Regions from separate parts of the Mus musculus genome. Here region 2 is linked to region 1. The links are chromatin contacts, called in public promoter capture Hi-C maps. All regions are on one chromosome and are shown on one strand. Each heading gives the region's core, a stretch centred on a gene start, on an enhancer-like site or on the middle of the called end of the contact. The rest is flanking DNA. Distances are from core to core; before and after follow the strand shown.

Evidence for each region. Promoter capture Hi-C pulls out the DNA fragments that hold promoters and counts their contacts.
Region 2: a promoter capture Hi-C map of pre-B cells shows a contact between it and region 1, with 4 times the contacts expected there. The contact joins the promoter of Ftsj1 here to the promoter of Plp2 in region 1. A contact is called at or near these places in 4 of 39 promoter capture datasets (the C10 cell line, liver and pre-B cells) and 1 of 9 other capture datasets (pancreatic islet).

Annotation. Positions count from the first base shown.
Region 1 is chrX:7,668,476-7,674,543 of GRCm38.p6, reverse strand. Plp2 (proteolipid protein 2) reads left to right here and starts at 3,154. Exons shown (of 5, transcript NM_019755.5): 1 at 3,154-3,401; 2 at 4,786-4,941; 3 at 5,034-5,129; 4 at 5,527-5,617; 5 at 6,038-6,068. The coding sequence starts at 3,306. The coding sequence ends at 6,057. Magix (MAGI family member, X-linked) reads left to right here. Exons shown (of 6, transcript NM_018832.2): 6 at 1-1,378.
Region 2 is chrX:8,249,454-8,255,521 of GRCm38.p6, reverse strand. Ftsj1 (FtsJ RNA methyltransferase homolog 1 (E. coli)) reads left to right here and starts at 3,116. Exons shown (of 13, transcript NM_001290430.1): 1 at 3,116-3,350; 2 at 4,485-4,642; 3 at 4,884-4,953; 4 at 5,036-5,126. The coding sequence starts at 4,522.

The DNA.
Region 1 (6,068 bases), core at 1,905-4,404:
GAAGTCCCTTCGAAACCACCCGAAAGCTACGTGCAGCTTCCTTCATGCCTCCAGATGGGTCTTTATTTCTGCTTGCTTCCCAGTTTGCTTTGCTAATCCCTGCCCTTCATTCATTCATTTCACTTTCCGAGTACGCACATTACTGCTTGTGATGTGGGGAATGCAGAAGTAGGCCTGTTGTGGGAGTGTCCCAGTAAACTCAGGATTCCCGCATGGAATTCTTCAGACCCTTAGCTGACATCAAGATAGCAAATCTAGAATTCTGGCGCCTTCCTCCACCCAGAGTCTGTGGTCTCCCACTTCCGGCTTGGAAAAACTAGCTTTAACTGTGGTGTATAGACTGCTGTCCCAGGGGCGCGGGCTGGGGCCTTGGACCCCACTTGGAGACAGAGCGGGGAAGGTGTGAGTCAGCGCCTCCAGTAGGCCAGGCTAAAAAGGGCTGTTAGAAGAAGTCTTTGGGCCACGCCTCCTCTTTTCCTTAGACGGTGACAAACTGCACCAGGCGGTCCTAGCCTGGGACGAGACTAAAGTTTCCTCCGCCCTGGGAGTTGAATCCTACTGTCAAAAGCTTATATGGACAGTAGACTCCAACCCAGGGAGCCACAAAGCAGGTCCTGGCCAATGCTACAAATGTCCAGTCACCTTGCTGCTAACCACATCCTGCATCCTCAATCCCATCCCCCAAAGAGGGAAGTTGTGGTCTAAACAGGCAACTTTCCCCCCCACCCCATAAGGAGGAGGGGGGGAAGGGGAGAAATGACAGGTCCTGAGTCTCAGGTGGCAGTGGGGGTGGGGTGGGGCAGACTGCAATCCGAACAGGGACAGCTAGCAGCTGGGGTATAAAAAAGTGAGCACTTGAAGTGTTAGTGTGTGGTGACATGTGACTCAGAGTACAGTGGGAGTATGGTTCCCCAGAAGTCAGGAAAGGGTTCTAGTACACAGTTCCTAAACAGCCACACCCAGGGGACTAATATAGTAACCTCAGCCACCATTTACTTAGTTTAGCTTTACCCTGCTACTAGCTTTAATGGGGGTTTTTATTTCATCTACTTACATGCCTACTCAGCATTAGGTCATTTCCCAAAGGGGGAAAACGAGGCCCAGCGATCGCAAATAGACTGGATGGTGGAGAGCTCAAAGCAGGATTAGTTAAAGCTTGGTTTGGAAGCCTTTCCTCATAATCTTAACCGTATTTGACAAGTCCCAGTTGAACCTCGACCATATACCTGCTCTAGAGTAGTTCTACAGTGACTCCAGGGATAGTAAAAGTAGACCAGTGTCAGACAAGAATGACAAGAATCCATAAAAGATAACTTCCAAGAGAATTGATAGTTACAGAAATAATAATAATAATGATAATAATAATAAAGGTTATGGCTGGAGATTGTTGTATTCCTGTAATTTCTCCACGTGGCCAGCCAAGACAAGAGGATCACGAGTTCTAAGCCATGCTGGACTACCCAGTGAGAGACTGGCTCAAACAAACAACATCAAAGCAAAAAGGACCAGCTAGACTGTGGGAGGGGTGGTGGGCTGCTAGCCTGCTTGAAGACACAGCTTTTGAAGTGGAACCTGAAAGACCAGAAGCCAAATGAAGCCAACGCTGTGGGGGAGGGGCACGACAGTTATGAGAACGGCGAGTACAGAGGCCAGAGCTAAGTTTGTCATGTTCCACAAGTTCAGGTATTTGTCCCTGCTTGAATGCAGGCACTCAACACTGGGGAAAATGTTTCAACCTTTCCATTACTCAGGCATTCTCTCAACAATGGTGACTGTAAAAGGGAACCCCTTTCTTCATTTGGAAGGGACCTATGTTTGGGGCGGGGCAGGCAGGACCTTAGGGTGAATTCTAGCCTTTCAGTGATTGCGTTATACTTGAGTATAAACCAATGTCCAGAACACATTGGGGTGGGGGGAGTGTCCTGATTTCAGGTAACCAGGCACATGTCTCAGAGTTAGACACGACGAAGGCCAGAAGGAATTAATTAATTGCTTAGGAACACACCTCAAAAAGTCAACGTTTGTACCCCAAATTATACTCAAAGACCATCCCCTTACCTTGCCCAACTCTCAGCAAAAATGTGTGCTTTCTCTAGTCTTTCCCTAAAGCTTGTTTGGCCTCTCTTCTCAGAACCATAAAACAGAGGTCCAGTACCGAGGCCGAGAAGAAGTCTTGCCTGGAATTGGCCAGCACGGGTTACTGGGGGGGCTAGGCTCGAAGCAGACTGATGATATAGTCACTAGTATCCACCAGGTCGATCACCAGGTTCCGTTCCCAGTCTCTGCAGCACTGTCACCACCACTGCCCAAACTCTGGGAACTGACTGCATCCTCCTCATCCCAGTTTGGTACCAGTTGACTACAGAACCTGACCTGACCCAATCAGAAACACCTTTCAATTTTTATTCATCTCACTTATTGTGAACAATTACACCAGATCCAGGGGGAATTAAGTCTTACTACCTCAGACCCTGCCTGTTAGGTGGTTCTCAACCTCCCTAAAACTGCGACCCTTTAATACAGTTCCTCATGCTGTAGGACTCCTGACCACGACATTATTTTTGCTGCCACTTCATAAGTGCATTTTTGTTACTGTTAGGAATTGCAGTGTAAACATCTGTGTTTTCTGATGATCTCAAGGGACCCCTGTGAAAGGATCGTTGGACCCCAAAGGGGTCCTTACTCACAGGTGGAGAACCACTGCTCTATGCAAAGGGAAAACTTTTTAAAATTCAGAGCACTCCGAATTCAGGAAACATACCTGGCCTCGAGAATTTCGAGTTTAAACAGGGCCTCAGCTACCCCTTTTTCAGCTAAGGAAACTATTACTTCTTGACCTTTTGGCTAAGTTCAAAAGTAGAAAATCGAGTCACTCCCTTCCAAAGCCAGATTCCCTCGGTAGCTCTTTTGCATTAAAAAGAAAGAAAGAAAGAAAGAAAGAAGGAAAGAAAGAAAGAAAGAAAGAAAGAAAGAAAGAAAGAAAGAAAGAAAGAAAGAAAAAGTGAAGGGTCTACATATTCTTGCTCCTGGTACCTGGAGTTTCCAGGCACCTTGTAGATAAGGCTGTGTGCGGGACCCGTATCGTCTTCGGCCGCAGGGCAAAGGGGGCTTCCGGGGCGGCCTCCACCTGGCCCGGCCCCCTCCGGCCCCGCCTGCTTTGCTAGGCGCGGTGATTCATTCCCTCCTTTGCCCGGGGGGCCCCCTTCCCGGCCAGACGGCGGGACAGACGGCTGGGTGTGCAGCGACCTCGAACCCGTGAGCCAGAAAGCAGAGCTTCTGCGTCCCAGGGACTCCAGTACACCACCATGGCGGATTCTGAGCGTCTCTCGGCCCCCGGCTGCTGGTTAGCCTGCACCAGCTTCTCGCGCACCAAAAAGGGAATTCTCCTGTTTGCTGAGATTGTGAGTGTTCCCCGGCCGGAGGTTGGGTAGAGGCTGAGTGTGCAGGCTGGACCACTGGGTACGGGACTGTGGCGGTTGAGGCAGGCACGTGGTCCAGCTGCTTGCCAGTGGGATGCAGGTGGGTGAGTTTGTGGAGGAGGGTCGAAGCCAGCCAAGATGCAGGGCGTTCGGTGGGGCATGGGCGAAGGGGTGGAGAGCTGGTGGTTCACTGGTGAGGTGAGTTATCTATAACTAATGTTGGGGGCTGGGGATGTGTGGGTGCGTGTGTGGGTGTAGGTTCATAGTGGTCGGAGAGAAGGGGTCCTGGGGAGTGGGAGCCTCTCGTGGCAGGGCGTGGCCGGCCTGGGCACTAGCTGGCGGGCTGGCAGTGCGCCTAAAGGCGGGGCCTGTTGGGGTGGGGTAGAGCTAGTCCCCTCTAGGGTAGGGCGTTCCACACTTCGCCAGTTCTTCCTTGCCCATTTGGGACTGGATGGGAGGTCCTTTGCTCTTTGGATGGTTATAGGGAACCTTGGTTTTTCCATCCCCCTCCAAGTGGGCACCGCCTTTGGGTCACTCATAAAAGAGGTGCGGTTCCTTTAACGGAGCCCTGCCCTTCTAGTGTCAGTCTCCCCCCCCCCCCTTCCCAAAGGGGTTGCCTGGGGAACCGAACGTCCCTCCCCCTCAAGGCATGGACGCTGGCGCCACAAGCGCTCACAAAACACCTGGCAGAGCCACTCCCCTCAGGGAAAGGAGAACTGAAGCACATAATTCGGCATTTTTCTTACTGGTTGACCCTGGGCAAGCCACTTAACCTCTCTGTGACTCACTTTCCTCCTGTGTAAAATAAATGTATCTAGCTCATTAGATTCTCGTGATGATTAAGTGGAATACGACGTGTAAAGCCCTTAGACAATGCTTGGAAGAACACTGAGCATGCGAGAGGTGTTTCGTAATTATCAGATGTCATTTTCTCACTCCTGGTAGTTATTTGAGAAAAATGTTTTTTTTTTTTCTCTTTCTTCCCCATCCTCCCCTACCGTCTCTGGAGCGTGGGTGCAACCTAGGGCCTTGCATATGTTATGCAAATGCTCAGCCACTGAGCTACATCTTGGAAAGTAGATTTCCTCCCCTCCCCCATGGATATTTAGGTTTGAGAGCCCTCTTTTCTAATTTTTTTTTGTTTGTTTTTTTGTTTTTCAAAACAGGGTTTCTCTGTATAGATAGCCTTGGCTGCCCTGGAACTCACTCTGTAGACCAGGCTGGCCTCGAACTCAGAAATCCGCCTGCCTCTGCCTCCTGAGTGCTGGGATTAAAGGCGTGCGCCACCAAGCCCGGCTCCCTCTTTTCTAATTTAAACCATTGCTTTTAACCCGTGGCTGATTGAGCTCCGTTGCTCCCCTCTCAGATACTGTGCCTGGTGATCTTGATTTGCTTCAGTGCATCTACAACATCGGCCTACTCCTCCCTGTCGGTGATTGAGATGATCTGTGCTGCTGTCTTACTTGTCTTCTACACGTGTGACCTGCACTCCAAGATATCATTCATCAACTGGCCTTGGACTGTGAGAAAGGGGCCGGCAGTGCCGGGGCTGGGCAGGGGTTGGGACGTTGGAATGGTCTGCAGCTCTCACCTTTTTCTTGGCCCACTTCGCAGGACTTCTTCAGATCCCTCATAGCAACCATCCTGTACCTGATCACCTCCATTGTTGTCCTTGTAGAAGGAAGAGGCAGCTCCAGAGTTGTCGCTGGGGTAAGGGGCCCAAGAAACAGATGCAAAGTCTGGCCGCAGCAAGGATCATTTGGTGTGAAAACACTGTCCCTTGTCAGACACAGATCTTGTGAGAGGCAAAGGCAGCCCCTTTGTCAACCTGTTAGACTACCACGTGCTAGAACTTTGTCTCTAGTTGTAGGAAGCAAGCCCTCTGCATATGGGGCAATGGGGGTGTCTGTCCTGTGCTGAGAGGTATTGGGGAGATGGGGAGGTAGTAAGCATTCAGACTTCTGACCAGTCCCAGAGGTTTCCAGCCTTCCTAGCATGAGACTGGCGTCACTAACCTACAAGGGCCCCTCCCTGGAGGTGGATACAAAGACATGGGGGCTCAGTAGCAATGCCCCCTAATCCAGTCTCTTCACTCCTATCTATCCAGATACTGGGCTTACTTGCTACGTTGCTCTTTGGCTACGATGCATACATCACCTTCCCTCTAAAGCAGCAAAGACATACAGCAGCTCCCACTGGTAAGTGTGTGTGTGTACACGTATGTGCACACGTGTGTGCATGAACACTGAGAGCAGAAACAAACAAAAGGGCTGGGCAGTGGGAGCAAACACCTTTAATCCCAGCACCCTGGAGGCAGATCTCTGTGAGTTCAAAGCCAGCTTGGTCAATATAGTAAGTTCCAGGACAGCCAGAGGTATACATAGTTAGAACCTGTTTTTTTGTTGTTGTTTTTGGTTTTTTTGTTTTTAAAAAAAAAAAAATTAAGGGAAAAAAAAGGAAGAAAAAGGAAAAGGACCTCCTAGGGGAAGATATGACTGCCAACTGTGTCCCTTATTGATTCTTAATGTCTTTTGTGTCATGAAATGCCATGTGTCAGCATTCCTGTCTGTATAAATAGGCCTCTAGATTCATCGATGCTTTCTTTCTTCCTCCTGCAGACCCCACTGATGGCCCGTGATCGTCTTTCAG
Region 2 (6,068 bases), core at 1,867-4,366, 580 kb before region 1:
GACCAAGTCTTAAGGACAGAGTGGGCTATATAGGAAGACCCTACCTTAAAGATAAAACATTCTCTTTTTTTTTTTTAAGATTTATTTATTATATGTAAGTACACTGTAGCTGTCTTCAGACACTCCAGAAGAGGGAGTCAGATCTCGTTACGGATGGTTGTGAGCCACCATGTGGTTGCTGGGATTTGAACTCTGGACCTTCGGAAGAGCAGTCGGGTGCTCTTACACACTGAGCCATCTCACCAGCCCCCTAAAACATTCTCTTATCTAGTTACTAGTATACCTGTATTTAATAGTTTTCTTACTAAATGTATAGAGACATATTACCATATACACTGTATGTTATATGTATAGGGTGATGCCTAGGTTTTATACATGATACACAATATATAAAATATTTACTATTTTTCTTCAGTTCCAGGAGATCCAATGCCCTCTTCTGGCCTCAAAAGGCACCAGGAATGCCTTTGATTCCCATACAGATATGAAGGCAAAAACACGCACACACACAAAACAAAATAAAATCTAAAAATAACTTTTTTAAAGAATTACTTATTTATTTTATGTATGTGAGTACACTGTTGCTATCTTCAGACACACCAGAAGAGGGCATCAGATCCCTTTACAGATGGTTGTGAGCCACCCATATGTGGTTGCTGGGAATTAAGAGCATTTTAACTATTGAGCCATCTCTCCAGCTCCTAAAAATAACATTTTAAGAATTCAGCAGTACACTGGAAACAACATATATAGGTTTTCACAAGTAAGCTTGTTCAATTTTGAGAATTTTGTAAACTGACTGTTAAATAACTATTGTTAATATTGAAACGCTAGGGCTGAAGAGTTGGCTCTGTGGTCAAAAGTCCTTGTTGCCCTTGAAGAAAACCCAGTTTCAGTTCCCAGCACTGACATGATAGCTTACCATCATCCTGACTCCAATTCCAGGGTCTGACACCTCCTGAACTCCTTAAGCTGCAGACGTGCATGTTTTCTGCATATACATGTAGAAAAAGAACACTCATACATATAAAATTAAATTGATCTTTAAAATGAAATGCTGATTAATCTCAGCATTAAGAAGGCAGAGGCAAACAGATCTCTGCGAATTTGAAGCTAGCCTGGACTACATAATGAGTTCTAGGACACCCAGAGCTACATAGTAACTCTCTGAGAACCTGTCTCAAAGAAATAAAATAAGAAATTCAGAACACTAGGGTGGGAAAAGCTGAAACCTCAGCACTTGGCAGGTGGGGAGTGGTTTGTGGGTTGGAGATCAGCTTGACCTATGTTGAAACCATGGGGAGAGGAAGAGAAAGAAAAATAATACTGTGAACTTAACGATTAAGTGGATAGGATTTTTATGCATAATAGATACTCAAAATGTATCACTTCCCAGTTATCTGACTATATCGCATTCATTTCCTATGTTCTTGAAGCCATTTCTCTTTTTGTATGGTCGAATTAATACATAATGATGTCCTGCTGCACCTGTGTTTAGACTACACATGGGTGACTTAAAATCTGACCAGATGATAGATAATATGTAAACCATGGAAACTAACAAATGCTACAAACAGGCCCAATCCCCTACCCTGCCAGAAGCCAGTTAACCATTTACCAGCGCATTGCTGAGAGCACTAGAATAGTGCCTAATACACAGTAAATACTTTCAATTATTGTGTTTCATGCACTAGGTCATGACATGAGCACACACACAAGAACACATACATAGGGGCTGGAGAGATGGCTCAGTGGTTGTTGGGATTTGAATTCAGCACTTCAGAAAATGAATTTTTAAAGAACATATACATATTCATACATGCATATATGCTTTAAACTTTTATTCGCCGGGCAGTGGTGGTGCACGCCTTTAATCCCAGCACTTGGGAGGCAAAGACAGGCAGATCTCTGAGTTCGAAGCCAGCCTGATCTACAGAGTGAGTTCCAGGACAGCCAGGGCTATACAGAGAAACCCTGTCTCGAAAAAACAAAAAACAAAAAACAAAAAGAAAGAAAGAAAGGAAGGAAGGAAGGAAGGAAGGAAGGAAGGAAGGAAGGAAGAAAGGAAGAAAGGAAGAAAGGAAGAAAGGAAGAAAGGAAGAAAGAAAGAAAGAAAGAAAGAAAGAAAGAAAGAAAGAAAGAAAGAGAGAGAAGGAAGGAAAAAGGAAAAACAAAAAATACAAAACTTTTATTCATTCATACATGTATTTATTCATTCGTTCGTTCGTCCGTTTATTTATTTATTTATTTATTTATTTATTTATTTATTTGGGGGAGGGGGCGCGTGACAAGTGCGCATGTTGGGGATCAAAGGACAACTTGCAGGAATCAGTCTTCTTCCATCCATGACCTTGTGTATGGGGAATCGAACTTGGGTGGTCAGATTTGGCGGCAAGAGCCTCTACTCAGTGCGTCTCGCAAATCCGTAGACATGCTTTTCAGTGGTGCGGGTGGAGGCGGTGAGGGCAGTGGTGGTGGTTAAAATGTATTAAAAAGTATTTGGAAAATATACAATTAGAAAAGGATGTGCATCCGATTAACACCGTGAATTCTAGATAGGTGATTATCCCTTCTTTTCAGATGAGGAAACTAAAGTTCTAAGGTGGCAAAATTGAAAGCACTTCAGTCAACCGGTAGAAGTAGGATTCAAAATTGCAAATCGTATGCGGTAGCTTCCCGGTAGTAAAATTCAAAATTGCTCGCCGTAGCCTCCAGGTTAGCTTGCTTTCGCAACAGACTTTTCACTTCGCGTGGTCACGCTCCACCCCCTTTGCGTAATTTCCTTTCCCTCCAGACTTAAAGAAAAATGGGCGTGGTCGTGCCCGCTGAATTTTGGGAAATGTAGTACATAGGTTAAATAACCGTCCCGATGTAAAAGGGAAAAGGCGGCCAAGTAAGTTATCTTGTCTGAGTGAGCGGGCGATGGGGGAGGGGTGGAAGTTTCCCACGTCAAGGTCTCTCCGTGTAGCCAGACTAGCCGAGAACTCAGGATCTTGCTCCGGATCGCAGCTATAGGACCCTGGCCTTGAAACAAAGAACAAAGAGCCGGTTCACAAGCCTTGCAAAACTATTGGCCAGACGATGTCAGTTGCATTCTGGGAACTGAAGTTCCTGTGACCGGGATATGTCGACACAAGATGACGAGACTAACGTCATACGTTGTGCTCCGGTCTGGATCTCCGTGGAACTGAACTGTTTTACAAAGCAAACTTTACCGCGTGGCGACAACCTCTAGGCGTGTACGACAGGCCTTCGGGTCCACTCCGAACACCAACTGGAGTCTGTAATTTTCAGTTTGCAAACTGTTCTCGAGGCTGGTGAACAGCCACGCTCTGTATCCAAGAGCTGAGGTAGGTCCTAGGGCACTGATGACTTGAAAGGGACCGAGACTGGAGGCATGCCTGCCCTGTCTCCAACTCGGGATGAGGGGATTCACTCTCGGTACTGCAGCTGCATAGTTCAGTCAAGCCCCGAGAAGCTTGCCTAGAGCAGGGAACTAGATTGTTAGGTGAACTCGAACGGGGTGCAGCATAGAGCTACACAACTGATCTGCTATCTGCTGGGCCGACTTGAAGGGTATTTGGCGGTTCTGATGGGCTGATGGTCTTTGAGGCTCTGCAGATGGTCTTAGGGATGTTACTAAAAGATGGGTCTTGAAGGTATTACACTCGTGGTGCTGTGTCTGCTGGAAAATTAATGAAGGCTAATAATAAAAGTGGTGGCTATTTGGCAGTTTACATAGTAATCGTATTGGTGAGGTTCTGGAGAGAATAACAGGTGCGTAGGCAGAGTGCTAAACTAATGGGGTCAGTGACGAAAGACAAAATAGAAGCTATATGAGTGACAGAGGTAATCTTTGTATTGATGCAAAGGATCCCAAAGGCCACTCGTGTGATCTTTGAGAGGTTGGTTGGAGGGCTGAGTTAATGGAGCTGGTAAATTGGTGTAATGGAGCCCTAACAGGTCATGGTCCTCCAGGCATTAGTGGGGATTAAGGTGGTAGTAACTAATGACTGGAAGCTTAATCTATGATGGAATTGGTGGACTGCAGAGTGGAGAGAGAGAGAGAGAGATTAGGCTATGGGAGATGGAATGAGGTTGTGTCGGGTAATAGGTGTGAAAAGCAAGGACTTAATGGAGGGAGTAGTAGGGTTCTGTGACTCTAAAGATAATGGAAATAACTAGAGACGGTCAGGTGTTGATAGAGATGAAATGGGCAGAGAAAATGGTTGCGAGAGAGATTACTTGTGTAGTGTGTCCGTGACAGTAGTTGGAAGAGAGCAGAGTCAGTAGTGGGTCCTCTGTCAGTTAACTGTGGAGTCTGTGATGTCCCTCAGAGATGGGGACCTAAATGTGATCAGAAAAAGGGCCTGAGAGTTCATGATAAGGTCCTGGGCTTCGGGTTCCATGTGTTGAATGAGCTGACTGTCGTGTGGGACCCATGAACTCAGTTAGCTGTACTTTGTTTTCTTTGACCTGCGCAGGACAGCATCAGCACACACTGTCTGCCAGCAGACTGAGATGGGACGGACATCTAAGGATAAACGGGATGTCTACTACCGCCTGGCCAAGGAGAATGGCTGGCGGGCCCGAAGCGCTTTCAAGCTCCTGCAACTGGATGAGGAATTCCAACTCTTCAAAGGTGCCTAATCTGGGGGCTAAGTGACCTGGGAGTGGAAGAGCAGGCTGCTTCTGAAGAACTCACTGTAGTAGCTGGGCTGACTTGGAGCACGGAGACGGGGAAGGAGATAGACCACAAAAGAGGAGGAGGAGGAGGGCACAGGGGCAGTGGGTAGACATAGGTTCTCCACAGGACAGAGGTGACTTTTGCCGCATCTTCTGGTCATGCAGCTGAGCAGTATGTCTTCACTGTGTGTGCACAGGTGTGAAGCGAGCGGTTGACTTGTGTGCAGCCCCAGGCAGCTGGAGCCAGGTGCTGAGCCAGAAGGTTGGGTGAGTGGAGGGGCTAGAGGGTGACCTGGGGGGCGGGGGAGGCGTGGGGCGTCAATCCGATGCTGACATGTGCTATCCACAGGGGCCAGGGTTCTGGTCAGGTGGTGGCCGTGGACTTACAGGCTATGGCTCCACTGCCAGGTGTGATACAGATACAGGGCGACATCACTCAGGTGAGTGAGAGCATGCCTACGAATATTGGGGTTATCCTGAGTGACTGCCTTCGTTTGGGGGACAGTAGAAAGGAGAAGAGAAACAAGACAATAAAAAAATGAGAAAGGCTATTTAATCCTCGAATTTTAAAAAGCTGAGGGTGAAGGATAATAAGACCAAAGCTGGCCTGAGTTATCAAAGGACTTCGAGATGGCTTGAGCAGGCAAAGCTGGCCTGAGTTATCAAAGGACTTCGAGATGGCTTGACAGCAAACCAGGTGACTGAGTTCAATCCCAAATGGTGTCCTCTGACCTCCACATGCGTATGTACCCAGACACGCACACAATTAATGAACAAATAAATGCAGTTTTAAAATATCTAAGGGGCTGGAGAGGTGGCTCAGCAGTTAAGGGCAATCACTGGTTGCTCTTCCAGAGGATATGGGTTCAATTCGGAACACCCACACAGTGGCGCACAACTGTCTGCAACTTCAGTCCCAGGGAATCAGTTGCCCTCTTCTGGCCTTCCCCCAGTTCCAGGCACACATGTGAGGCACAAACATGCATAAAGGCAAAATACCCATATACCTTAAGAAAAACAAAGGAAGAAAGGGAGAGAGGGAAATCGAGAGCATTTCTAATTAGTTTATTAATGTTGTTATTAGTTGTTGTATGTGTGTTTGGGGGAGGGGTCGGGTGCCATGGTGTTCGTATAGAGGTCAGAGATCACTTGGAGGAGTCAGTTTTCGCTTTCCACTCTGAGTTCCAGGAGTGGAACTCTGGGTCACAAGGCCTGGCAGCAAGTGCTTTACCTACCAAGCCAGGTCACCAGCCCCTTAAAAATGTTTTCTTTTTTTTGTTTTCTTTTTGTTTGTTTGTTTGTTTGTTTTTTCGAGACAGGGTTTCTGTGTAGCCCTGGCTGTCCTGGAACTCACTTTGTAGACCAGGCTGGCCTCGAACTCA